7 separate regions of the Mus musculus genome follow, and all the other regions are linked to region 4. Evidence: chromatin contacts called from public Hi-C and promoter capture Hi-C data. All regions are on one chromosome and are shown on one strand. The core of a region is the stretch at or near the end of the contact, and the rest is flanking DNA. Distances in the headings are between cores, read along the strand shown. Region 1 overlaps Fam53b (family with sequence similarity 53, member B). Region 2 has its middle 26 kb from the start of Ctbp2. Region 3 holds the start of Oat (ornithine aminotransferase). Region 4 holds the start of 2310057M21Rik (RIKEN cDNA 2310057M21 gene). Region 5 holds the start of Lhpp (phospholysine phosphohistidine inorganic pyrophosphate phosphatase). Region 6 holds the start of Wdr11 (WD repeat domain 11). Region 7 holds the start of Eef1akmt2 (EEF1A lysine methyltransferase 2).

The links. Promoter capture Hi-C pulls out the DNA fragments that hold promoters and counts their contacts. A called contact is a pair of places that touch in the nucleus more often than the background predicts. Capture Hi-C pulls out chosen DNA fragments and counts their contacts.
Region 1: a promoter capture Hi-C map of liver shows a contact between it and region 4, with 2.3 times the contacts expected there. The contact joins the enhancer-like site here to the promoter of 2310057M21Rik in region 4. A contact is called at or near these places in 5 of 39 promoter capture datasets (3T3-L1-derived adipocytes, the C10 cell line, the HPC-7 cell line and 2 more) and 1 of 115 datasets of contacts at active chromatin or transcription factors (large pre-B cells).
Region 2: a promoter capture Hi-C map of trophoblast stem cells shows a contact between it and region 4, with 10 times the contacts expected there. The contact joins the enhancer-like site here to the promoter of 2310057M21Rik in region 4. A contact is called at or near these places in 5 of 39 promoter capture datasets (the C10 cell line, the HPC-7 cell line, liver and 2 more), 1 of 115 datasets of contacts at active chromatin or transcription factors (large pre-B cells) and 1 of 9 other capture datasets (adipose tissue).
Region 3: a Hi-C map of B cells shows a contact between it and region 4, with 10 read pairs. The contact joins the promoter of Oat here to the promoter of 2310057M21Rik in region 4. A contact is called at or near these places in 17 of 39 promoter capture datasets (the 3T3-L1 cell line, 3T3-L1-derived adipocytes, the C10 cell line and 12 more), 4 of 484 Hi-C or Micro-C datasets (B cells, the G1E-ER4 cell line, pre-B cells and 1 more), 8 of 115 datasets of contacts at active chromatin or transcription factors (astrocytes, embryonic forebrain, extraembryonic endoderm stem cells and 4 more) and 2 of 9 other capture datasets (adipose tissue and liver).
Region 5: a contact with region 4 is called in a promoter capture Hi-C map of liver, with 2.0 times the contacts expected there. The contact joins the promoter of Lhpp here to the promoter of 2310057M21Rik in region 4. A contact is called at or near these places in 4 of 39 promoter capture datasets (the C10 cell line, hematopoietic stem and progenitor cells, liver and 1 more), 1 of 484 Hi-C or Micro-C datasets (B cells), 4 of 115 datasets of contacts at active chromatin or transcription factors (astrocytes, large pre-B cells, pancreatic cancer cells and 1 more) and 1 of 9 other capture datasets (adipose tissue).
Region 6: a contact with region 4 is called in a Hi-C map of CD4 T cells, with 4 times the contacts expected there. The contact joins the promoter of Wdr11 here to the promoter of 2310057M21Rik in region 4. A contact is called at or near these places in 9 of 39 promoter capture datasets (the 3T3-L1 cell line, 3T3-L1-derived adipocytes, HPC-7-derived erythroid cells and 4 more) and 1 of 484 Hi-C or Micro-C datasets (CD4 T cells).
Region 7: a contact with region 4 is called in a promoter capture Hi-C map of adipose tissue, with 3 times the contacts expected there. The contact joins the promoter of Eef1akmt2 here to the promoter of 2310057M21Rik in region 4. A contact is called at or near these places in 8 of 39 promoter capture datasets (the 3T3-L1 cell line, the C10 cell line, frontonasal cranial neural crest and 3 more), 2 of 484 Hi-C or Micro-C datasets (B cells and adipose-derived mesenchymal stem cells), 6 of 115 datasets of contacts at active chromatin or transcription factors (astrocytes, embryonic stem cells, large pre-B cells and 3 more) and 2 of 9 other capture datasets (adipose tissue and liver).

The regions. Positions count from the first base shown.
Region 1 is chr7:132,722,652-132,726,278 of GRCm38.p6, forward strand. All of the region lies in intron 4 of Fam53b (family with sequence similarity 53, member B), which reads right to left. Among named protein-coding and RNA genes, the nearest start is that of Fam53b, 89 kb to the right of the region's middle. Within about 2 kb of position 1,485, at least 125 of the 459 cell types and tissues checked have an H3K27ac peak or open chromatin away from gene starts, as enhancers often do. A contact at or near this core is called in 3T3-L1-derived adipocytes, the HPC-7 cell line and liver, where this site is marked.
Region 2 is chr7:133,039,574-133,042,926 of GRCm38.p6, forward strand. It overlaps a transcript of Ctbp2 not described here. Among named protein-coding and RNA genes, the nearest start is that of Ctbp2, 26 kb to the left of the region's middle. Within about 2 kb of position 1,343, at least 37 of the 459 cell types and tissues checked have an H3K27ac peak or open chromatin away from gene starts, as enhancers often do. A contact at or near this core is called in adipose tissue and trophoblast stem cells, where this site is marked.
Region 3 is chr7:132,574,802-132,578,506 of GRCm38.p6, forward strand. It overlaps Oat (ornithine aminotransferase), which reads right to left and starts at 1,597. Exons shown (of 10, transcript NM_016978.2): 1 at 1,494-1,597.
Region 4 is chr7:131,361,239-131,364,998 of GRCm38.p6, forward strand. 2310057M21Rik (RIKEN cDNA 2310057M21 gene) reads right to left here and starts at 1,488. Exons shown (of 6, transcript NM_026655.4): 1 at 1,270-1,488; 2 at 495-698. The coding sequence starts at 1,433.
Region 5 is chr7:132,608,823-132,612,343 of GRCm38.p6, forward strand. Lhpp (phospholysine phosphohistidine inorganic pyrophosphate phosphatase) reads left to right here and starts at 1,821. Exons shown (of 7, transcript NM_029609.1): 1 at 1,821-2,008. The coding sequence starts at 1,884.
Region 6 is chr7:129,589,701-129,593,375 of GRCm38.p6, forward strand. It overlaps Wdr11 (WD repeat domain 11), which reads left to right and starts at 2,163. Exons shown (of 29, transcript NM_172255.3): 1 at 2,163-2,363; 2 at 3,276-3,387. The coding sequence starts at 2,278.
Region 7 is chr7:132,851,204-132,854,680 of GRCm38.p6, forward strand. It overlaps Eef1akmt2 (EEF1A lysine methyltransferase 2), which reads right to left and starts at 1,444. Exons shown (of 6, transcript NM_028095.1): 1 at 1,296-1,444; 2 at 223-288. The coding sequence starts at 1,405.

The DNA of each region.
Region 1 (3,627 bases), core at 235-2,734, 1.4 Mb after region 4:
CACGCCTTTAATCCCAGCACTTGGGAGGCAGAAACAGGTGGATTTCTGAGTTTGAGGCCAGCCTGGTCTACAAAGTGAGTTCCAGGACAGCCAGGGCTATACAGAGAAACCCTGTCTCGAAAAAACAAAAAAAAAACAAAACAAACAAAGAACTGTGCAAGCATCTCAAAACAATAGGCCACGAGACAAGTGTTCTATGTCTCCTTTGTGCTGGGGCTGACAAAGCATGTAGTTTCCTAGATTTTGTTTTGATTTGTTTATTTATTTATTTTGAGACAGAATCTCACTGTGTAACTCTGGCTAGCCTAAAACTCACATAGATCCACCTGCTCTGCTGCCTGAGTGCTGGGGTTAGAGGCCACCAGACTTGGCTTTTGACACATACTCTTTTAAGCAGGGTCAGCAGCACCACACCCAACCCACTTCTGTGTAGTGCTCACCTCTGGGCCTTTTAAAGCCTGGATGGCCTCCTGACCCTCAGGAATGTAGGAAATGTTGGCTGGAAAACTGGGTGGGAGCCAGGATGCCAGGACTGAGGACAGAAGGGACTCTGAGAGCACCGCTGACTTGTCACCAAAGACTCCGGACTCTTCCCAGATCACAGGCTCTAGAAGCCAACAGACTAATGGGGGTGGTAAATACCTGCTGTGTGGAAGCCAGCCCTGTAACTGGGAAGGTTCCTGCCTTCCTTTGTGGGCCACTGCGTCCCAATGTCCCTTCAAATGCCCTGCAAGCACCTGCTTCATGCTGGGAGATTGTGGCTACCCCACTAGGACCTATACCAATGAGCAACAGACTACAGGGCCTATCTCAGCTCAGGCACTCATTTGTCCTTTCTTACTAACAGGGGACCAGGGACCAGGAGACATGATGTACTTCAAAACTCTGGGAGTTGCCTCTAGGCCAGAAAGCCACAGGGATGTTATATGGCTGCTAAATCCTGCCATTCTCAGAGCCACCACAGGAAAAGCACCACAAAGCTTTGAGAAGCCCCCTTCAGGAAAAACCTTCCTACCCACAGTCACTCTGGACCTTGGCTTTCTCTGTTCTGGTTCTCCCTTGCTGTACCTCTGGGGACCACCTTCCTGTTATATTCTACATGTTGTGCTCTAGTCTTGGGTAATGCTGGAGGCTCCAGGACCAGATGGTAGAATGGACTTGAAGAAGATGACCTAATATAGAGCTTGTCATTTTTGGAACAGGCATAGCCCCCTAAGAACCTAGGAACATGAAAAACAGACCAAGGGCCAGCGGCCTTAGCCAGAGATAGCAGGACCAGACCCCTGAGGAGTAAAAGAAAGGCCCAACAGAGTCCCTGATATCACCCATCAAATAGAGCGCTGTCAGGGCGGGGCTGTTTTGTAACAGGAAACGCCCAAGCTAACCACGTGACTCAGAGTTCTTAAGGATTGGCTAGAGCGATGCTCACTGGCTCAAACCTTCCAGACAGGCCAGAGCCTGGCCCTACTCCAGTCAACTCATTGCTCCCAACATGTGCTCTGGACCGTGCAGTCATGTGAACGCCCTCTCCTGCCAACTGTTCTGGCTACCCAAGCTCCTACCTCCCTTCTTTCACTGGCATGCTCGATCCCTAGTATACTCAACCTTGCACGCCTCGTTTTGGAGCAGGCCTCACGTTCCTATTTTTACTCTGTTCCCTGCCAACCATACAAAGAACCCTGGTCATGCCCACAACCATACAGGGAATCCTGGTCATGCCCCACAACCATACAGGGAACCCTGGTCATGCCCACAACCATACAGGGAACCCTGATCATGCCCCACAACCATACAGGGAATCCTGATCATGCCCCACAACCATACAGGGAACCCTGGTCAAGCCCCACCACCTAGTTCACGGACTGCCTCACAGTGTTACTGAAGGGCCCCGACCTAGAGTGGGTAAGAAAAGATCTTGGAGGTCTAGAACCCTGCAGATTTTCTGAATGGCCGTTAGCCAGTGTCTCCTCTCTGCTGCCACCCAACAGGACACATGAAGGTTTCTGTTCCTGCTCTAGGCCCCAGGATGGCAGGTGGCATGCCTGAACACAGAGGGTGTGGAAGCCAACTTCAAGGGCCTCCCTAAGCCCTCACAATTAGAAAACAAACATTTTGTTTCTTCAGTGAACATTCCACTCAGTGCAAACTCAGGAAGGAGTTTGTGAAACCACTTCACTCAGTTTGCTGTGAAGAGGATTCTTTGCTTAACAGAAGTTAAGGGATCTTTCCAAAGCACACAGGGATCTGGCTAGGGGCCCAAGCCAATGCCGTCTTAGCCCACAGCCTTCAGGGCAGTCCTGGCCAGCAGAGTCCTGGAGCAGCCTCCACAGCAGCTCTGGGGCACACAGGTGGGTCCTGGCCCTCAGAGAGGGTGACGGGCCCTGGCTGTCTGCAGCTGCTTAGAAGCTGTGTATTCTAAGAGATTGCAACTGGACCCAGGAGGCAGGACTGTTGCACACCAGGGTCTTCTCAGCTCTATCTCTAGAGCTGATTGCTGCCATTCTAGATATTGTGAGCCATGGAATGTAACTCAGGGAATAGGAATCCATACTGGAAAAGTGAGTGAGTCTCAGCCAGTGGCAACCATCTTACCCTACAGATGGGCCAATCAAGGCTGAAGGAGGAAGAGACTTGTCCCAATTTTCACACCTAATGGATGTGCAATCAGATCTCACAACTTCTGGAACAGGCCTAGGAGTGAATGTGAGTGTCTGAGTGTGAGTGTGTGTGAGTGTGTGAGAGAGGAGGGAGGGAGGGAGGGAAGAAGAAGAAGGGAAGGAGAGATAGAGGGAGAGGAGAAAGAGGGGGGGGAGAGAGAGAAAGAGGGAGAGGAGGAGGAGGAGGAGGAGGAGGGGAGAGAGAGAGAGAGAAAGAGAGAGAGAGAGAAGGCAGGCACTAAAGGATGTGTGCTGTGTGGTTCTGTGTACAGAGAATGTCAAGGATAAATAAGTCTGCAGGCAGAACACAGATCAGTATTTGGCAAATCTGGGGAATAATAACCAGTAGGCACACCTCTGCTTTAAGAAGCAACAAAGTGTGGGGCTGGAGAGATGACTCAGTGGTTAAGAGCATTGACTGCTCTTCCGAAGGTCCTGAGTTCAAATCCCAGCAACCACATGGTGGCTCACAACCATCCATAATGAGATCTGATGACCTCTTCTGGGGTGTCTGAAGACAGCTACAGTTTATCTACATATAACAATAAATAAATCTTTTTTAAAAAAAGAAAGAAAGAAGGAAAGAAAGAAAGCAAGCAAGCAAGCAAGCAAGCAACAGTGTTTTAAAATCCATGTGGTAATGGAGCTCTGTGAATAAGCTGCAAACCACCCATTGTACATGGCAAATGTATGAGTAGCGTGGTATATGAATTATATCCCAGTTAAGTACAAGAATGCCAGAGAGTCAGAAAACAAAGACCAAATTACAAATAAATATTTGTAACTCAAACCGCAACCGAAGTTAATCTCCCTAATGTTCAGTTGGGAAGAGAAATACCAACAGCTGTTTTTAAAAAGGGCAGTGAAAAGAACACAGACAAGTCCACACAAATAGTCTGCGAAAAGACACTCGACTGGTCTGGAAATGCAAGCTAAGCTAACGCAGTGAGCTGTGCTGTGGGAGACAGGG
Region 2 (3,353 bases), core at 93-2,592, 1.7 Mb after region 4:
CACACCTTTCCCTACTCAATAGTCCAAAATCAGGGTTTTGCCTTCAACCTTGACCTTGGGAGCAACCATCTCTGGGAGTTGAAGATATGGGGTAGTGGCTCACAGGATGTTGCCAGTCTTTGTCTCTGCTTGCTGTGGGGGCAAAAAAAAAAAAAAAAAAAAAAAAAAAAAAAAAAACCAGTGTGCATTTGGAAGATTATATAGGGCTTGATTTTGCTGATCTTTTGAGCGAGACACTGAGACAGAAAACAGGCTCATCTTTGGGACTTCACAGTTCACTAGTGAGTTCAGCAAACCACAATACAAGGCCTGTTTCCCTGGGGATCATCTCTCCCAGGGAAAGATCCAAGATGTCAGGCCTCATCTTTAGAACTTGTGGGGGTGGGTGAAGTGGTTCTCTGAAGGAACACTATGGAGGCTGGACGTATGTGGCTGTGCATTGGATCCACACACACTCCACATGGCACTTATTTTAAGGCACCACCAGCTATTTTTACCCTCCCCAGAAACACTGGAAAGGGAATCCACACAGGAAAACAAAGGCTGCAAGCCTCTTGAGCTACTCCACTTCACACTTCCACTGAATCACCATGGTACACACACTGTCTGCTCCTTTGTCTCAGGGACAAATCTCACAAACAAGTCACAGGGGATCGAATCTAAGAAAAGTCAGAGTCAAAAAAAGCTTTTAGGTGACAACACCACTTCTCCCCAGCAGCCATGATACTCCACCAGCAGTGCTGGGTGCCCAGTGTGTGACTAACAGGATGCTACAGGACCGAGTGCCTATGCTTATGCTTTAGAAGGCCCAGAGACGCCATCTCGACTGTCTACAGTTACATGCAGGATACTCGTAAGGGGAAGATGCTAGAGTACCAGGTGGTCAGACCGCGACCAGGAGGAGACAGCAAACATGACGCTACCGGACCAAGTGCCTGTGTGTCCATCTCAACTCTGCCTACAGATACACAGGATAGCCTTATGGGAGAGATGCTAGAGTACCACGTGGACAGACCTTGACCAGGAGGAGACAGGAAGCTGGAAGGAGGGGTCTTAGAGGAGTACATTAGTTTTATGTCATATAAACCAAAACTGACCCACTTTCCCACAGGAGACATATAAAGCTTGGTCCAGGACTAATCTACCCAAGGAAAGGAAAGGGAAGAAGGGCATGTAGTGTGACATCTGTGTATGATTTATGCTGTTCTGGAATCTTCTAGCTGGCCCAGGAGGTATGCCTGAGGGCACCTCACAGCCAGCCCTATTAGACCCTGGGCCTTGCAATGCTGGCCTCTTACTGGATTCCAGCAGAGGCAAACAGCCCTGGTATGTATCATTTTATTTGTACTAAAAACATCCTTCCTGGAGCCAATCCAACACGCTGAGCACACTGTTCTCAACTAAGGCCTTACCAGTATCTGGGAATGTGTTAGGGCTCAGCAGCTCACTATAGCGAACATTTTATCCTCTGCTGGTTTTTTTTTGTTGTTGTTGTTTAAAAAAAGAAAAAGAAAAAGGAAAAGGAAAAGAAAAAAAAGCTTGCTGATGTCCCAAGGGTGGAACTGCCCCCTCTGGTGGAGCAGCTAGCTCAGGGGCACTCTGAGGCAGAGGTTCTCACCTCTATCTCATTCAATAGCCACTCCGCCCCTCCCCCAACAGCCCATGGGCAACAGGTGTGGTGATAAGAACATTCCAGAGCCCAAAGAGCCCTGTGCATCTCAAAAGTACTCACTTCCTCTCCAGAAGTTTAAGAAATTAGGTGTTGTTACCCTACTCAAAATTGTAGGACGTGGTCAGATTTATCGTCTAGAGGTGGTGGGGGCGAGGACCCTGAACCTCAGAGGTCCAGTTGTGTCTAGAGTTAACAGGACCCATACTCTCACAGATTTCAGTTCACTTATTTGGAATGTGAAGATGAAGGGCCTCACACAATTGCAGAGGCAAAAGCGAGTAAGCCTGCAGCAGGGCTCAGAGGCAAGCTAGTACACAGGGGTCAGCTAAAGCAGGGGTTCTCCATCCTGAGTCCTAGACGCCTAGGAGGGGTGGGTCCTCTCAGAGGAGGCCATCTTTGTCTTTTACTGACACACAATGCAAAAATAGCGCTGTTAGGAGACTGTGGGGAAGATTTGCTTTAAAAAAAATATATAGCGGGGCAGGAGTTTGTGACACAGGCCAGGAACCTTAGCTTCCATAAATAATGCTTTCACAAAGAAACAAACCTGCCCATCTATGGGCTGAGGAGCTGGATCTGTGGGTGAGGCGCTAGCCTTGTAAGCAGGAGGACCACGCTTTGATTCCCAGAAGAGCCAGGTGTGGTTGGTGGCATGTCCTTGAAATCTCAGGAAAATGTGTGGATTCCTGGGTCAACCAGCCAACCAGCCTAGCCTGCTCGGTAAGTTCCAGGCCAATGAGAAAGACCTTATCTCAAAGGGGAAGGGGTGTGCCTAGGGGTGGGGCTTCAGAACTAAACCTGAAAGGGTGTCCTCTTGGCTCAACAAGTACTCAGGAATGAACATGAATGAACAAACCAAACACACACACACACACACACACACACACACACACACACACACACACACACCCTCTCTCCCTCCCAAATAAAACCTGTGAAATGGGGAAAGTGCCATTATTTTTGCGAAACTGTTAGGAAGACTCTGGGAACAGACACAACTCTTCATACAGTCGAGTTTCTAGTGAAGCCCACCAGAGCACTTAGTTCTGGTGCCTACGAATGGCGAGCCTCGGGAAAGGGCACACTGTTGGGCCTCTGGGAGGCTGGCTGAGTTCAGATTACTTTCTTTGGACCAGGCCCCTGCAAAGTCACTCCCAGCCAGGACACTCAGACCCTTTGGAAGGGTCCTGGAGAGCAGTGCTCAGTCTTGACCAGCTGCCCTGACACACCTTAGCTGCCACGGCCCCACTACCCTGCAGAGCATCCATTAGCCCCAGCAAGAAAGACCCACAAGCTACCTCAGCCACACGGTCAGCCTCTACAGAAAGCTTGCTGGAAGGCTAAAGTTATTCTGGGCACTCTTTGAAGAAATCTGGATTGGGTTTATCTGCAAGCTACATCTGTAAACACGCCATAAGGCCCATCCCATCCCAAAGAGGAGTGGGTATTTGTCCACTGCCTCTGCCTTTACCAGGGGAAGAAAACAATGGAGCATGCTAGGCCACCTATGAGGAGGCCACCTTAACATAGCAATCCATATGACATTCCTTCCACAGAATTTCCTAGTTCTTCTCAATAAGCACAAAGACAAATTCCTCATCCTTTGGCTTCCGTTGAGTAGAAAAAAATTAATTGCCACATAAAACTGCTGATTCCTACCAAGTGAAATAATACGATTTAT
Region 3 (3,705 bases), core at 347-2,846, 1.2 Mb after region 4:
TGTTTTATGTAACCAATATTCTGGCTAAAATTCACCTCAAGTGCGTCACTGGCAAACAACTAAAGTAACACTACTGGGAAAGGATTGAACCAACTACACCGCACCCTCCACACACCTCCACATCACTACCCATTCATTACTATTTTTAAAAGTATACAGTTTGGGGGCTGGGGAGAAGGCTCGGTGGTTAAGAGCACCGACTGCTCTTCTGAAGGTCCTGAGTTCAAATCCCAGCAACCACATGGGGGCTCACAACCATCCATAATGAAATCTGATGCCCTCTTCTGGAGTGTCTGAAGACAGCTACAGTGTACTTACGTATAATAAATAAATAAATCTAAAAAAAAAAAAAAGTATACAGGTATACAGTTTGGCTCATCCTCAAGAACTCTGCAAAGAGCATAAAATACATATCCATATAACCATAGTAAAAGTAGACCGGAAGGTAAATAGATGAGACAGGAAAAAATACCTTTTAAAATATGTACTAATTAAAGTTTTAGGGGCTGGAAAGATGGCTCAGCAGTTAAGATCACCTACTATGCTTGCAGAAGACCAGAGTTTGGTTCCTAACACCCACATTACATGGCACAACTATCAAGAACTGCTCCAGGGGTATCGAATCCCTCTGGCCTCGGATGGCGCATTCATTCCTGATCACACACATACAATTTAAAGTACAGTTACAAGTTACATAAAATTAATTTACCTACAGACACTAACAAGTTTGATCAAGAAAATTTAGGGTGGAGAAATCAGAGGTTATTCAAGTAGCAAAGCCACTTCATTCCAAAACCACTCCTCCCTTAATATATCTTGACACATCTACAAGGTAAATGTACTCCCGGGCATTGCTGTAGGCCTGAGGCAAGATTTGCTGGCAGCAAGAGCTCCCCACAATTAGACTGGAATTTACTGAGGTTCAACATAGCTTGTCAAAGGCCTAAGGAGGGGGCTCTTCGTGCAGAGAGCCCTGTGGGCCAATCCTTAGCCACCATCTCATCACAGAGTGCACGTCACTTCCTCAATCCTCTTATTTGGTTTAGGACTGAAGAGAAGTGGGGATTGGGGAGGGATGGGTATGATCTGCCACGAGACGTAAAAGCTGCCCAAGGAGCTCGGACTTGGTCCGCATCAGCGCCCCCTCCCGGTGACGCGACCACAAGTTCGCAGTTCTGTCCCCAGGGATCGGGTCCTTCCCTCCTCTTCCCACCCCCACCCCCCACCCACCCCCCGCCAAGCTGCTCGTGGTGCCCCGCGCCCTCAACGCCGCCTTTTCAAAGTCGAGACCTCCAAGGCCCCAGTCCCCTTAGCCGAGTCCCCCGGGGACAGTGAGCCCAAGCCGTGCCCCGCCCGTCCTCACGCCGAGCCCGCCCCACCCCGGGCCTGCGTGGCGCCCTAGACCCGGAGATTCCAGTGTTGCCCCGGCGGAGACTCCAGAACACCGAGTGGGCCCTAGTCGCTCTGGCCCAGCCCCGGCGCGTACGTCGTACCTGACAGCGTCCGCTAAGCGACACTGACTGTACTTCAGCCACGAAGCGCGATGTGGCTGCCCGGCGCGTCAGGTCGTTTAAGACGACGTGTCTGTCCCGCCCCCGCCCGTTCTCTCAGTTCATTGGTTAAGGCGGAGGGCCGCACACCAATCACAAGAGGCTCACTCTCGCCCCACCCACCCGGCCTTGAGCCTCCGGGCGCCAAGTTCTGCTGCCTTCCCCAAGTGCGCAGTCTGCTTTTGTGCCTGTGGCGCTTGAGCTCTGCACTGAACTTGGAGCAGTTCGCTTTCTTTTACCCGAAGGGGAACGGAGGCCCGAAGGAATGGTGGCCTCTCACTGCGTTTCTCTAGCCCAGGGACCTTCCAAAACCTTTCCTGAAAGAGCCTGTTGGGAGCAACATCATATCTTAAATGCTGAAACCACATGACCTTGAACCCTCACGTACCAAAATGACAAAACAGATTACTGATGCTTCTAGTATCATCTCTGCAGCTGTAAAACGCCGCCCGGATGTTATTAACTGTTGTTATAAGTGGTTGGAAATGACAGCTACGCAGTATAGACTTGCCTGCACTCCCTCCACTACCATGGTTAAAACTCAAACCGGAAAAGGATATTGCAGGATAAACACAATCAGAAGGTGCTTAGGTATCATTTTTGTCTATAACGCTCGTTATAAATCAGAAAATATGAAGAGAATAGAAGAGTTATCCAATCCTGTACCAAAAGCTGTAGACCACAGAGGGCCAGTGATTCACTACCTTACACTTCAGGGTCAGGCAGAAAGATTTCACACTCCAGTTTGGAAAGAATGTGTGTGAATAAGAAAGCACAAGGATGGAGGGACTGGCACACCAGGGAGAGCCACTGTCAGTCCACGTATCCAGGGCTAGATGTGGGGTTTCTAGAACCCCAAAGAGAGAGGAGTTTGAGGAAAGACTACTTGGAGGGAGCCAGGAGCCTAAGGAGTCTGTTAAGACTGGTGGTAGTAGTGGTGGTGGTGCACACCTTTAATCCCAGGACTCAGGAGGCAGAGGCAGGTGGATCTCTATGAGTTCTAGGCCAGCCTGGTCTACAGAGAGAGTTCCAGGGCAGCCAGAGGTACAGAGAGAAACCCTGACTTGAGAAAACAAGAGAAAAGACAATCCCCACAAACTAGCCTCCCTAGACACAGAGCAAGATCAGAAAGAGGAGGAAAAGAAAGTGGGATGGGAAAGAGCAGAGGAAATGGTTCAGTAGGTAAAGTGATTGTTGGGCAAGCATAAAGAGACCAGAGTTCAGGTCCCCAGAGCCTACATAAACGCTGAGTGGGCATCGAGACCCATCTGAAATCCCAGCGTTCAGGGAGGTAGAGACAGGACAATTCCTAGAGCTCTGGGTTCAAGTGAGAAACCCAGGCTCAATTAAATATATTTAAATACGTAGGAATCAATCATGGAAGACACCAGACCTTGTGTACCCACACTCATGCAAACACTGGTACACAAACACACCAGACACATGTAAAGACAAACAAAAGAAGACCCAGGTAGAGAGACAAATAGAAGACATTCAACAGCCATAGCAGGGAATGTCTTAGTTGACCTGGTCAGTAGGGGCAAGAAAGTAGTGTGGGCTCAGAGATAGAGCAGTGAATCCAATATCCTCAGGAGCACTGAGCAAGCCTACTGGGCTCATCCTATCCTTGGCTAAGGTCATTTGCCCAGATCATTACTTCATTACTATAATGACCATTAATTACCCTCTAAGGCTCATTATTATGAGTGGATAACTTTATCTTTTTCATTTTTATTCCTTTCATACCACCTACTTCAGTATGATCAACCTCTTGGGGGTTTGACCCTTCCTCCCCTGGGGTCAGAAAGGAACTGCTTCTTTGTGATTCTGCTCTGTAAGCCAGGACAAATGGGTAAAGCCAGGGCCATCTTGTTATGCCTTGGCAAGCAGGAGCAGCTGAGCTCATCAGGAGAACTAAGGGTAACATCAAAACATGTGGCAATCCTTTTGAACTCGCAGGTAGGGTGCTCTTTGATGAAAAGGATTTCATAAGCAAGAAACCTCTGGGAATGTCTGAGTTTTATCACTTCTCACTTATCAGAGAATGGCACTGGGTACAAAGAGCATGATAAAAATTTATGGTTTCCCTCCTACTTGGTTGCTTTTTTTTTTTCCCATCACTAATTGTAGCCAAGAAAGAACAACCTGCACCTTG
Region 4 (3,760 bases), core at 238-2,737:
ATGTTCAGGACAGATCTGGGCAGAACCCTGTACAAGACTGGGGGGAAAAAAAAATCACAAACTGTCCATCTTTTAATAGGTCAGTAAATAGGCTGCCGTGACAGTCTTAGTTTGATATATCAATCACAAGGAGCCTTCTAGAAGGGAAGAGAGTCAGTTTCAGAATGTCTAATGGTTGTTAAACAGATCCTGCTGAGATACGTGAGAACAAGAATGCTTACCTGGACTGCATTCTAATAAAGCTCTTCCACTAATTACCAGTGACCCGCCAACTCACTTCCAGTTAACTAGCCCGAAATCTCCATATTTTTAAGCTTGCTCATCAACCCTGCCGTTGGAAGGCTTAGTGGTCTAACCTATGTCTATTGGCATGTTTTTAACTTCTCTTCCCTAATGACTCCTGTCCTGTCAGTCTCAGAAAATCCACAAACATTACGAGCTGAGAATAAAGACACTGATTCATATGAACACTTTCATCTAGACAAGTCACAAACCTGTCATCCAGGACAGTGCAGGCAGTCTTGCCTCGACTGGTTCCACAATACTCCTCTCCTAAGTATACTTCCATGTTTCTTGCTGAACTCAGAACGCCAACCGAAAGGATTTCTTCACCCCCATTAGGGCCACAGTTCAGGTAAATGAAGCAGGGGTTTTCATCTCGGGGGCTCAGGCTGCTTTTCAGACTAACCGGATCCTGGCTGAGAAGAAAATTGAAAAAAAAAAATCACAGAGATAAGTTTTCCGAGTAGAAGCATAACCCATTAATCCTTTCAAACTCACCTCTACTTGCCATGAGAACCAAGAACCTTCCCCATCACCCACAGATACTTCTCACAGAATTAATAAGGAACAGAGGTTTGAGGCGTCAGGGCATTCATTCCCGTCCACTTTTCCTAGACCGTGGACAGCCTATTCAACTATCTAATTCATTCGCAGTCAATTAAAAGCGTTTACTGAATGTTAAAACAACCATGTGTCTTTTTCCAAGACGCCGTGGTTCTTGTTCCCCCCAAATAGAAGACTGGGGGCGTTCGCGGGTGGGGGGCGAGGAGGATTGTAACAGGAGGGCATCTTGAACACGAGTTTCCCGGCCTCTCCGGCCCAGCGCGCACCCTTTGCCCGCAGCCTCGCCCACCTCCAGGCACCACCGCTCTCCCCCATGCCGTCCCCGCGGCCTCGCTCGGCTCCCTCGCCCGTCTCGGCTCCCGTCCTCCTCCCGGCTCCTCAGCAGCGTGACTGTCACCCGACCCCGGCCCTGGCCCGGCGCACCTCGGAGCTGGCGGCTCCAGTAGCTGCTCGAAGTCCAAGTCTTGGGCACGTGGCCCAGTCCGGGTAAGAAAAAGGCTTTGGGTCAGCGCCCCGCACGCCGCATCCCAGGACGAGGTCAGCGTCGGGCCGCGGTCCAGTCCCGCGTCTTCGATCGCGGTCTCCATTCTGTCTCCTCCAACCCAGGCGGCGTCGGAACCTCTCTCGCAGAGCTTGCGTTTCCTTCAGTGCCCAGGGGAGGTGAAGGTTCAGCACAACTTCCGGTTCTTCCCCCGACCCCACCCCATCCCACTCCAACCCTTCCCATCCCGGGACCCAACCACCACACGTGCGCATGCGTGTTCGTCTCCCTTCCAGAAGTTGGTTTAAAATCTCCGCGGAAAAGAGCCAGGGGTTGGCTCGTGCGCGGAATTCCTCCGCTCCTGGGGCAGGTGCCGCGCGCATGCGCAGTGCTCTGCGCGCGGGAACCCAGGGGTTTATTTCCACGTTGGCAAAGCAGCGACGCTTTAGGGTGGGAGGTGGGGTGGCGCCTGGGCGGTGTCGGCACCCTGAGGGTGGTACCAAAGCAGATAGGTGCGGTCTCCTTGGCTCAAGCAGCCTGTAAAGCCAGCTCCCAATCCGAGGTCCTCGGAAGAGGACTCCGGGGACCCTTCCTGCGCCAGCCCGTGGAGTGAAGGCCATGCAGGCTGCTTTTGAAGCAGTGCGACCACGGCTGATCGCGTTGTTTCACTGCTCAGGTCACCTCCGTGGGCTGTAGAGTGGAGCGCGGCGCTTAGCATTGCAGAATAATGCTGAGTGGCCGAAGGCACTAAACACTGAACCCACTAAGACCCGGCTTCCGAGCCTCAGGAACCCGGTGGAGCGTGCTTGCACGTCCTAAATGACAGAATTCTCAAGGTTAAAAATGTCCAAGAGGCTCAAAGCTGCGACTTAAGGTTTCTCACTCATAACCTTGACAAAAACTGGCAATGGGCCTTGGTCCCTTCAGAAGTACATTGTACGGTCAAACTTTCTGTGGTGACAAGTGGGACTTGAAACTTTATACTCATTGGAAAGAAAGCTAGGTATCGGCTGTCGTTCCACCCCATACCCACCCCCATTATCTTCCTGAAGTGGGTTGTGTAGATAATTTAAACATCTATTGAGGCGAGGGGAGAAATTTGTTTACAGAAATGTGGAGTACCTGAATTTTAAAGTTGTGCTTGAGGCCTTATATATAATTTCTGGGGAAGTTTTGTTCAGCCATAACCTAGTTTTGTCCCAGAACTTTTTGTTCATCGCTCAGAAAAAACGTTTTGCTTTAATTTTCATTTTAGTCTGTATGTGTACCCCTGTTCAAAAAACGTGTTTATGTCATCAAGAAAAAGATGATTGAATTCTATAGACAGTCACCAGAGTGTATGTATAATGTGTTCATCAAGTTTGAAAGAGAAATCAGAGATTCAGTATAAACAAAATCTAGAAACAGTAACCTTTAATTCTAAAAGGCTCAATTTATATTTTTAAAAGAAATTCCCCACATTCTAAGTGGTCATCATTCTTGTTCTGTTTAGTATGGGGAGCCCCCTCAGAGTGCACAACCAATTGAAAGTCTTTATTCTAGGTATAGCCCCTGAGTGTCCAGAACATGGGATTTTAAGAGACCTTAAAGCGAAGGCATCTCCCTTGGCTGCTGCATCAGAGCACTACGGAGTAAGCAGTTTTAACAGAAGCTAAGATGAGCTGTTAGCCAGCCACCAAGGAGGGTTCTGAACAAATGAGCAACTTAGAAGAACAGTTAGCTGGAGGAGGTTCCGCACAAACAAGCAGTTTCAACAAAGGCTAAGATACGTTATCTTGGCCATTCTGACCTTTGGTTCCTAGAGTGGAGTTGAGTAGTTTTCCATAGGATTCTCCAGCTCAAGGAGATCAGATTCAGGGTAAACCTGAAACCGGCCGGTGGCAAGAAGGCCTTTGCAGTGTCTTGCCCTGTTACTCTGTATTTCCGGCTCCTCTGGTTATAAACTAGGTTAATACGTGTAGACAGTCCTAATGGAAGTACACTCTAGAAACACTAACTTGCAGGTTTGCGTGCAAGATTAATAATACCTTGCGGGTTTTTACTTCCTTAAATAAGGCTGATGAATCAGAAGACTAAAGGCACCTATCATAAAAGACTCCTGCCAATAAATCACCGTTTCTCCATCCTCTCAAAAGCTCTTATCTTCATCTCTGCTTGTCATGTGTTGAGGCGTTAGCTTCATCTGAACTGTTCTGGGAGTTTCTCAGCCAACATCTTGCGCCTGTTCTCATTACCGCCATATCCTCTGCTCTGCCCTCTATCCCTTGTAATGATTGTTGCTGATGGCTGGACCAACATGACCTTTACATCTTAGCATTCAAAGCCTGGTGAACTCAATCTCCTCCCCCTAGAATACTATCCCTTTTCAATAGTTTTGGAGGAAAAGAACAACCTCTCATTCACAGCCAAGCTTAAACCCGTACTATAGAATGG
Region 5 (3,521 bases), core at 571-3,070, 1.2 Mb after region 4:
AGAAGGAGCCATTGACAATGGGCCTTTAGCCAATGATGGCTGTGACTTAGGGAGGTAAAGTCTGGAGCTGAGTCAGCTCCTGGGATACCCAGCTGGAGGAGATAACAAGGCCAGAACTGAGCTGGTTGACAAAATTCCTCAAGGTTTCAGCAATTATAATGAAACTAACTTAGCAACCAATCAAAATTGTACTAATGTCACTGTTTTGCCCCTACCAATCATATTGGAGATTACCTAATCTTTCTGGAAAATTCCCTTAGACCTGCATAAAAGGGGTCTGCAAACCATTTTGACGAACGGTTGGCCCCTGCATGCTGGTAATTTCCGCAGAATAAACCTTCTGCCTTTGCATTACTATTTGAGTCTGGGGTTTTCCTTCAGTGATTATTGGATTTATAGACACATAACTCCTGGTTATGCAGGACTCCAGCCTGATTCTCCAGCCTTCACTTCCTAACCCCCAAATCTGTAAGCTCTTTCTTGCCCGATGTAAGCAAACTTTCTCAAGTTAGAGCAGCTTCTTCAGTCTCTCTGTATAATATTGATCTCTAGCACAGTAAACCCACTCAGGGTAGACATTATACCTTTTATTTCTCTTGCGAGCAGCTCCTCTGGTAAGCTCATCAAAAGAATAATGCACACTTTGTTGAAATGCGTTAAAGTTCTAACATTCTGGGTGCTGGAGAGGTGGCTCAGTGGTTAAGAGCACTGGATGGTCTTTCAGATGGACCAGAGTTCAGTCCCAGCACCCACATCATTAATCATCAGGGTCTATATATAATTCTTGTTTCAGGGATCAACACCCTCTTCTGGCCTCCCGAGACACATAAAATTTGGTGTTTTTTTCTACTCATATTACCATGCTCTTTATTTTTGCAAGGCTGTTGTCTGCATATAACTTTTGAATTTGTGTTTTTCATATAATGTTAGAACAGAAGAGTTTTCCAAGGTAGTTAGCGGGAGTCTCTCTCTCTCTCTCCTTCTCCCTTTCTGTCCCTCTCCCCCCTGTCTTCCCCCTCCCTCCCCCTTCTCTCTCCAATCCCCTTCCCCTCTTTTTGTTTTGTTTTGTTTTTTTGTTTTTTTTGAGACAGGATTTCTCTGTGTAGTCCATGCTGTCCTGGAACTCGCAACAGGCTGACCTCAAACTCTGAGAGCTTCAGCTGCTTCTGCCACCTCCCCTGGCTGATCTTTCTTTCAGCACATTTCTTTCAGCATCTCTGATATGCAACCTGTATCCTCTACATTAATTTTCTTCAGCTTGTCTTGGCATTATCATTTATTTACACCGCAGTCATTCTGTTTGCACACGTTCCTTTAGTGTGTTTCCAAGGAATTGGATGGTGCCATCTAACCGCCTGCAAGATCTCTCCCTCTCTCTTCCATTTTTGAGACAGAACCTCACTACTGAGGCTAGGATGTCTCCAACACTTAAAATTTCATTTATTTAATTAGTATACGTGTGTGTGCATGCACTCGTGGGGAGATCTGGGGACAATGTCAGGAATAGGTTTTCTCCTGCTATTGTATGGGTCCTGGGAATAGAATTAAAGTTAAGTTTTGTGCCAAACACCTTTACCCCCTTGTGGCATCTTGGCTTCACACTCTCAGCCCTGCTGGGGATTACAGGTGAGAGCCATCCCTCCTGGACTGTTTCACTTTTCATTTCAAGTTGTCATGTCCTGACTCTTAGGGGTTTGAACTCCTTCCGCAGGATGCGTTCACTGCTTTTCCTGATAGTCAAGCGTCAGGCTGGTCCACGTGGTTCCCAGTTTGCTCCCGGCCCGCCCGCCGCGGATTACATTTCCCAGGCAACCCCGCGCGGGAGGCGTGGCTGCGGGATAAAAGCAGCGGCGACGCCGAGTTCGGATTTATAGCTGGACACGATGGCCGCATGGGCTGAGCGGCTGACGGGCGTGCGGGGAGTGCTGCTTGACATCTCCGGGGTGCTATGTGATAGCAGCGCAAGCGGTGCAACCGCTATCGCAGGCTCTGTGGAGGCAGTGGCGAGGTTAGTGAGCTCAATGCAGGGGGTTCCCGGCTGTGTCAACTACCGGGGGCGGGGCGTTCGCGCTAGCTCCGCCTTCTCGAGTGCTAGCTCCACCCCTCAGGCTGGCTAGGAACCTTGTCGGGGGAAGGTTGGGTTGGTCCTAGGCATTTATGGGTTGAAGCTGTGTTTTGGAAGCAGTTGGTTAACTTGCAAGTAAAATACAGATTCAAAAAGTGTAGACTATCTCATTAATATTGCAACCTGTTAGGCCGGGGAGATGGCTCCATGGGTAAAGACACTCATTGCCAGTTGTGTGTGACACCTGAGTTCAATTCTTGGGACCCACATGGTAGAATAAGAACGGTGGCTACCGTAAGTTGCCTCTCTCTGCCCTCCATGCATGTCCTCCATCTTAAAAGTAAATAAATGGAAAAGTTACTTTAAAATATTTCTTGATGTTGCTTACACGTTTAAGTGACTATTTTTAATATACTAGGCTAAGTAAACTATTCAAATGATCCACCTGTTTCTCTTAGAAAACTTTAAATCATATACATGGCTAGCCATCTAATTCTCTTGTATTGGTTTTGATTTGAGGAGGACAAGGGGTCTGGCTCATTACACCTTGCCAATGCAGAATGCTGTCAGAGACCACAATTGGCATTAAACCTGGGCTATTTGTCTTTGGTCCGCAGATAGCTTTGTGTAATGTGGATGAGCAGTTGGAGGCTGCTCATTGTTTAGCATTATTCTCTCAATATCACTCTCTGGGGTACCCTGACCTAACTAGCACTATTTACTTATTTGCAGTTAAGTAAGTCCTTTGATCCCGAGAGGCCCTCCCCTACTTATCTGTTTGTGTGTGTGTGTGTGTGCGTGTGTGTGCGTGCGCGCGCGCGTATGGTTGTGGAGAGAGAGAACACTTGAGCAAGAGGGGTGGCACTGATGGTGTAACAAGGACACAGACTATGTTTTGTAGCACAGTGAAAGGGACTGGTATGGGACAGCTAGTCCTAGGAAACACCTAGACCTTCTGGGTGGGTGAAAGTCCAGTTTACATGTCTTTCTGGCTTCTACATTGTCTCCACTAACTCCAGAACTTAAGGCTGGCTTTGTTTCACTGAGCCTTGGATATGAGCAGTTAATTCTGTGGAGGCCCCTCTTAGAGTGTAGCGGGACAGACACTGGACGATGTAAGCAGCCAGGACGTTATGAGGATCTCATTGGAAGGAAGGTAGACCATAGTTTGTGCTCAAATGAATAAACTGAGTCACTCACCATAGATGAGTATACGTGAAGATAGTGCCAAAGCATATAAGCCCCGGGATAGTGCCACCTGTAGGAAGTGACTTCCCACTTTAATTAACAGCTGAAGAGAGTCCACCCACAGACAGGCCCAGATGCTTGTCTTCTGGATGATGCTAGCTCTCATCGAGCTGCCAATTGAGATTACCGGTGTCATACATGTGTATCTACACACACGCACACACACACACACACACACACACATATGAACATGGATACATGTACAAAT
Region 6 (3,675 bases), core at 913-3,412, 1.8 Mb before region 4:
TCACTGAAAACAGCAGGCCTTGTTTTATGCCTATCAGTAAATAAACAAGGAATTATAGGAAGCTAAGTGTTACGTTAAGGCTTTGTAAATGTTTGGTCTAATTTAATCCTTTTCTCTGCCACAATAACAGGGGGAAGGAGTTTGTATTAGTGCAGGTTCTATCTCTCTGACAGAACACTATGATCAAGGCAACTTAGGAAAGACAAAGTTTATCTAGACTTACAGTTCTGGAGGGATAAGCATCAATCAAGGCAGGGAATTATGGCAACAGGCAAGATGGAGGAACACATGAGAACTACATTTCAAACCACAAGCAGAAAGCAGAGAAAACAAACTTGAGATGGTCTATCTAAGCCTTTAAACTCTCAAAATCTGTCCCCAGTGACACACTTCCTCCATCCAGGCCAGACCTCCTGAACCTACGAAACAACCGACAACTGAAAAATCAAATGCTCTAATGCTCAGGATGGTGAGGGACGTCTCACTGAAGCCAGCACAGAGGCTGAAAGGAGTTAAAGATGCTTCTCAGAGTCACAATGAGTGACCTAAAGCCCTCAGTAACACCGACCTTCCATGAGCCCCTTGAAGATGCAGGAGAAGAGGGACATTCATGTAGATTTTTACATATGCAAGCACTGAGCAGGACTATCAGCAGGGTTCCAAGAGTCATCATGCTATGCAGTTTCAGTAACTAAAAATACAGATGAAATCTACATATATAGTAAAGAATATCAAAAGAACAACTTACCAACATTTGTTTCATTTCATCATTTTTTAAGATTTCCTTTCATTTCAACTATGTGTTTATGTGAGGGTATGTTCTTGTGTAGGAGCAGGAGCACTAGAGTCTAGAAGGGTGTGAACCCTGGGAGTTGGAATTACAGGTGGTTGTGAGCTGTCTCACTCTGGTGCTGGAGAACACACTTAAGTCCTCTTAACTGCAGCCTTTGACTTTGCTGGGAATATTTGCGTAGCCAATTGACTCAAGGTTCATGTTGACATTTATGGAACGACAGTGGTTTTTTTATATACATCTTATATGTTTTAATATAAATCTTATATATAAATATTGTAATATAATCTATATATAAACATAGTATGTATTTATATTATGTATGTATATTTTATAATACTACATATTATAATATATAATTTCTATAATGTATTGTGCTATATATCATATAATATACATATCATAAAATATATTTCTATATTATATGTTTATTCAACACATACTTTTGTATATTTTAATAAACATTATATATGTATATATATATGAAAAGGAACTTCAATTTATAATAAACGAAGAATACTTATAACTCAGAAGTGAAAAGACAAAGTGAGCTAAAATATCCCAATAGGGTATTTTTAAAAATAATTACAAATGGCTAAATTGCTGCTAAAAGACACTCAACATCTTTACTCACTGAGTCTTCCTCACCTCACTTGTGTGTTGGCCAGATTTCCAAATCTGAAACAAGCACCCGAGATACTCAGTCTCTAAAGGACAATATCTCGGAGCTTCTAGTCCATGCCTGGTTTGCCCCATTGTTCTTGAACCTATACCATGGTGACGATGCACAGCAAGATGGCAAAACCTTTCACTTCATGGGCCACAAAAAATAAGGAGGAAAAGACCAGGGTCCAACAATTCCCTTCAACAGCACCTCCCACCCCAACCTGGGCGCTTCTCCTAGTGATCTAAAAACCTCCCAATGGGCCCTTCTTCCTAAAGTAGGGAAAATCACGTTTTTTAATACATGGTCCTTTGGGAGCGAGTTATGCAAACCCTATTAGCCAGGATAGTTATCACATAATAAAAAGAGAACAAACATTAGTGAGCATTAGTGAGTAGACAGTCACTGTGTCTTCTCATGCAGGACCCTTCTACAACAAACAGTGGCTGGCAATGGTAGTTGCCCTAAATTAACATATCAAAGGCAGAAAAGCAAACTGGGAGTTTTATTGTTTTGTTTTCACGATTTCCAGCAATCTTTCTCCCAAAAGGAAGAAAGCAGATGCGACTGGTAGCAGAACCCCTCTTCCATGCTTAGCTCCAACCCACACTCCATGGGATTCACTTGAGTTTCGGAACTTTGGAGAGGGAGGAACCTAGAAGTCCTAGTTCCTGGAGAGACGACGGACTATTGGAAGGAGGAACCTGGGATTTCACGGAACCCAACTGCTGGCGCGGACGCGACTACCCGGACTTTGGAACGGAAGAGCTGCTCGTGTCGCTTCCTGCCTGCCGGTGGGGAGGGCCGGGGTGCCGCCGCGATGTTACCCTACACCGTAAACTTCAAGGTGTCAGCGCGCACCCTCACCGGGGCTCTCAACGCGCACAACAAGGCGGCGGTGGACTGGTGAGGGCAGTGCTTCCGGCCTCGGCCGCAGTTCGCGAGGGGACGGGGAAGAACACTGGGCTTCCGGTTTTCCTCGCCTAGACCGCGGCCAGCGTCCCACAGCTCGCAGATTTGCTTTTAGTTGAGACATTTGTGTTGTCCTATAAGTCGCAAATGCCTGGAGCCGGCAGGTCCTCGGTGCAGACAGTTTCAGTCCTGGGTTCTTTCTCCGCATCTCATTCCTTTACTGTCCCCATTTCCTCTTCCCCAGCCTGCACCCGGGAGGGCTTCTCTCCTTGTCTCCTTTTCTCTTCCTGGTCCTGACTCTTTCTTACTCTTTCAGACTCCTCTTTTTCACTTAGATGCATTCAACAATGCCCCAAACTGTGTCCTGTCACTTACCTACTCCCACTTTTATCTTTACTGGTTCCCGTGAAGCACGGCCTCCACAGCCAGTTCTCTTTCCACAGTGAAATAACACCCAGGTTCTGAGAACTAACCATGTGAGGCAAATCCTATTACTGTTGTGCTAGGAATGTTGCTGCGGAGGCTGAGACCTCTCATGTACTTTTTTATCTGATTGAAAGGACTAAGACTAGTCACTCATCCTAGGGGCATTGTGGATTCTATGTTGTTATAAAAAATAAATGTTATTAAATGCTGAATAAGACAGCATGTGTTCATACAAAACCAGCCCAGATTGGTTTTGCACATCAGAGCTCTTTGTAGATATCTTTTAGAACTGTTGATCTGAGTGAAAATGAGTCTCAATAAATATTTGTAAACTTAGCTGGGGGTGTTTTGTAAATGGAACAATATCACAAGCCTTTCACTTTAAGAAGTACTACTAATAATGGCACATGTGAACTAGATTTGTTTATGATAGGCAAAGTTGAGTCGCTTTGTTTTATATTTTAACACTTGTTTCGCCAGGGGCTGGCAAGGTTTAATTGCATATGGATGCCATTCACTGGTGGTAGTGATCGATTCCAATACTGCCCAAACTCTACAAGTTCTAGAAAAACATAAAGCTGATATTGTTAAGGTAAGTTAAGTCACACATCAGCCCCATAACCTCAAGTTTAATACGTCATCAGGTTCTCATTAAGTCATAGATATAAATACAATTATCTAGGGTTGCCTAGCATTTACATACCCATGACTTAATGTCAATCCAGAATACATTGTTAAGTGCTAGTTCTGGGGCACTTTGAAAAGGTGAGTGGAAATACCAGTTCTGTCATTTACCATAGCACCCCCTCATCCATTAGTTTTGAACACTGACTACCATGTGCTAAGAAAATATAAAGTGTAACTGTCTTTGTGGGTGTGA
Region 7 (3,477 bases), core at 194-2,693, 1.5 Mb after region 4:
CCAGGACAGCCCAGGCTATCAGAAAAACCTTGTCTCAAAAAAAAAAAAAATAAAAAATAAAAAATGAGAACAAGGAGAGAGAGAGAGAGAAATTGATTTTAAAGCTGTCACAGAAGCCAGATTCAGCCCCGAGCTTCTGAAGAGCTCAAGGCTGCTTTGTTGTTTTAAGTCCACATGTTCATGCTCTCACACCCACACAAACAATTCCTCAGCTTAACTTACCAGATTTCTCCTGTATCCCCATATTCTTGGAATGTTCTCAGTTCTCTCTCATAAACAGCATCCCAACTATATAAACAATGAAATGTGAAGCAAGAATCTCAAATTAAACTGTCTTTTGTGAATTAAACAAATATTTCCATTGAAGTTCATGGCTCCTTACAACAGCCTTAAACATTATTAGTGTTATCAATAAATGCATATAGTGCATTTAAAAAAATTCCTTGGGTTAAAAGAATAAAAATTATGGATAAGCAGGATGAATCGTACAAGTACTTATACCCATCGGATGAACACTCCTATACACATTTTATCTTAAATAAAAAGGGGCAATTGTCCAAGGATCTCTAAGTCTCAGTCGCAAGTCCAAAAGTGAACTGCACAAACTGAGTTTGTTACTCCAAAGTTGGTCTTCTATATGCAGATCCAGGATTTTCTAATCAGTAGGTCAACTGTTTGCTCACAGTGAACGCAGCCAAGATAAAATGAACTTAAAATTAAGTGCTACAACAGTCTCTGCCTCTCCCTGTATTCTAGTTCGCCCATTAAATCTTTTCTTAATCCTCAAAACTGCAACCCTTCCCATTATCATCCGCTTTCTCTTCCTATTTCATCTCTAAAATCCCTGCTCCCTCCTCTAAAATTCCCTCTCATCTTAATGCCTAAACCCCCTCCCCGCACTCCTCTATATGCTTATCCATTAATTTCTGAGATTCATCTTTCTTTCCCCAGAACCCCTACCATCTATCTCCCTAGCTCCCAGTTTAGAGCATCTTCCATTTCGACTACCTCCTGCTCCGGGATCTCACAGCTCTGTGGGGACCTCTCTCGGGCCTTTGTATAATGTTGCCCAACTCTCTCCCCCCTTTCCCTCAGCCAGATTCCAGACCCCTACACGGACTCCCCAAGGGCCTCGGGTGGGCTTGCATCCCTTGAAGTGCTTGGGGAGTGCTTGCGATCTCGCCCCTTAAGCCACCACAGGTCGCCTCCGCCCTCCTCCCTCAGGCCCCATTCAGGAGAGGGCGCCATCTCCTTCCGGGCCTCAGACGCCCGCTCACCCTCCCCGCCACACTCACTGCTCTCGTGTCCCCAGCGCGGACGGGACGAAGTCATCCGCCGCGGAACTGCCCTCTGGAGATTGCGCGGGGACCACAGCACCGCTGTGGCCCTCAGCATCCGCGTTCATGTCGCTCTGCGCTCGAAGCCGCCATAGAGACGCGATTTGGGCAGAGGGGAGGCGCGGACCTGGCCTCTCTAGGCAATAGGAGGCTGTCTCTCTAATGCTCCAGACCAGACCTTGGGAGGCCAAGCACAGCAAAGAACCGAGGCTGCTTAGAGGCCGCTAAGTGTGCAATGCTGGCTAGAGAAGCCAAGATAGCCTTCCAGCCAACATTACATTTACCCCTTACTCTCTAGCTCTCAAAGTGACCAAATCTGGGGACTGCTGTCTGTAAGTCATCGTTCAAAATACTGCACTTTGGAAAACAAGCTGCCGGAAACCACAAAAACCGTCTGAAACGCACAGCCTTCAGCCCAAATGCTTGTCATCTCACTCTTTCAAGACCTATCTGGAAAGTGGATAGGGCGGCCGGCCTCATTGCATTGCTGCCTTCCCGACCAAAAGACTAATTTCATTTGTGGCTAGAATTATGAAAAATGAACTGATAAAACCGGCTGACCTTTTAAGAGCTAATGGCCAAGGAATTGAATGCCTTTGGGCCACCCAGGGTACCACCACCAGCCATGGAATTATGATAAAATGAGTACAAATACTAGGGGGCCTCAGAGGTTCTTGCTCTGTCCCCAGCTAGTCATCTGAGCCTGTCCAAATCTCAACCTCTACATGCTTTAGTTTGTTCACTCTAGTTTGCTCAAAATAAAAAGATACTTGTTCTTCAAGTCTGATTGAACCTGAGATATCTTATGCCTAATGGTCTGACTACAGCCAGTAGTTCTGCAATACAATGCAAAAGATCTTAGGTGTCAGATCTTGTCTGTACTAGCCATGAAATACTCAGATAAACATGGTTCAATGTCTAAGGCAAGGATCTCAGAGGCCCCTAGCAAGCTGCCTTCCAACAAGAACTTGTTTCCAGGACTACGTTTCTGTTGACTTCGAAGACAGAAGCCCAGTAACAAGTCCCTTGAGGCAAACGGCAACACATGTTGCCCTCCCAGTTTGAGCAGTTCGTCTGCTCCTATACATGGTGTTCCAAGATCTTCTGGCAGTAAAGAATAAAGTAAAGGGCAGATGGAAATCCATGTACATAGTGATTAAAGAACTCAAGAAAGAGCGTAAGTAACCTTATTACAGAGCACTAAAACCACCGGATACCACAGCCAATTAGTGCTGCCCTGGGCAAGTAGCTGTTTTGATCTTTTCTAGACTCTAGATGCTACAGAAAGAAAGCCTGAGTGTGACAGACTGGGTCTTTAAAAGTTTTAGGTTTTAATTAAGAAGCATCCATGAAAGATAAGCCCATCTTCAGCCTCATGTCTTGCCAACAGTTAAGATGTTTTTGCTGTGTGTGATGAAAGCTATAAACAGTTGTCGGTATGGAGCCCTGGGGGAGGTGGGGGGACCCAACATGGTTTATACCAAGTTTCTTCTCTGGCTCCAGGAAGGATTATTCTGGCTGCTTAGTGCTGAGGACTGTGGGGCACCACCTCTGATCACCCAGGGAAACGGGATTCTTGGCTGGGAGAGAGGTTCCACTGGGTAAGCTGCCTAGCACCAGAGAGAAGCAGAACTATAGGAGGGACACAGCCCCTCCCACTGAGCACCACTTGTGTGAGGCCACAGGCAGACTTGTAGAACTTGAGGTTGCCAGCGTCGGTTCTGTTTTGATTTGTTTTGTTGTTTTCTCTGTGCACAGTGCCCACTGGTAGCTCCTCTGGAACCATGCTTCCCAGAATCCTTAAGCACTTCCCATTTGACATTCCGTGGTCATAGGGCAGAGCTTTCCCTTTTCTGACCATGCAACACTCAGGACCAGAGAACACACTTCTAGAACAAGCTCCCTTCTCTGCCCCCATCTCTTCCTTTTGCTTTGATGTGAGCTTTTGAAAGGGGACACTGGGCAGTTGTTTCTTGAGTTAGAACACCCCCCCCCCCCGCCCCGCACGCCATGTTTTAAAGCATCACTGTGGGCAAGTTCTTGAATTTCCCCAGGTCAGTTTGTGAAGCCTCTATTATAACAAGCATAATAGTGGCACCTGTCACACAAGACACTCTGAGAATACATATGAGATTAGTCC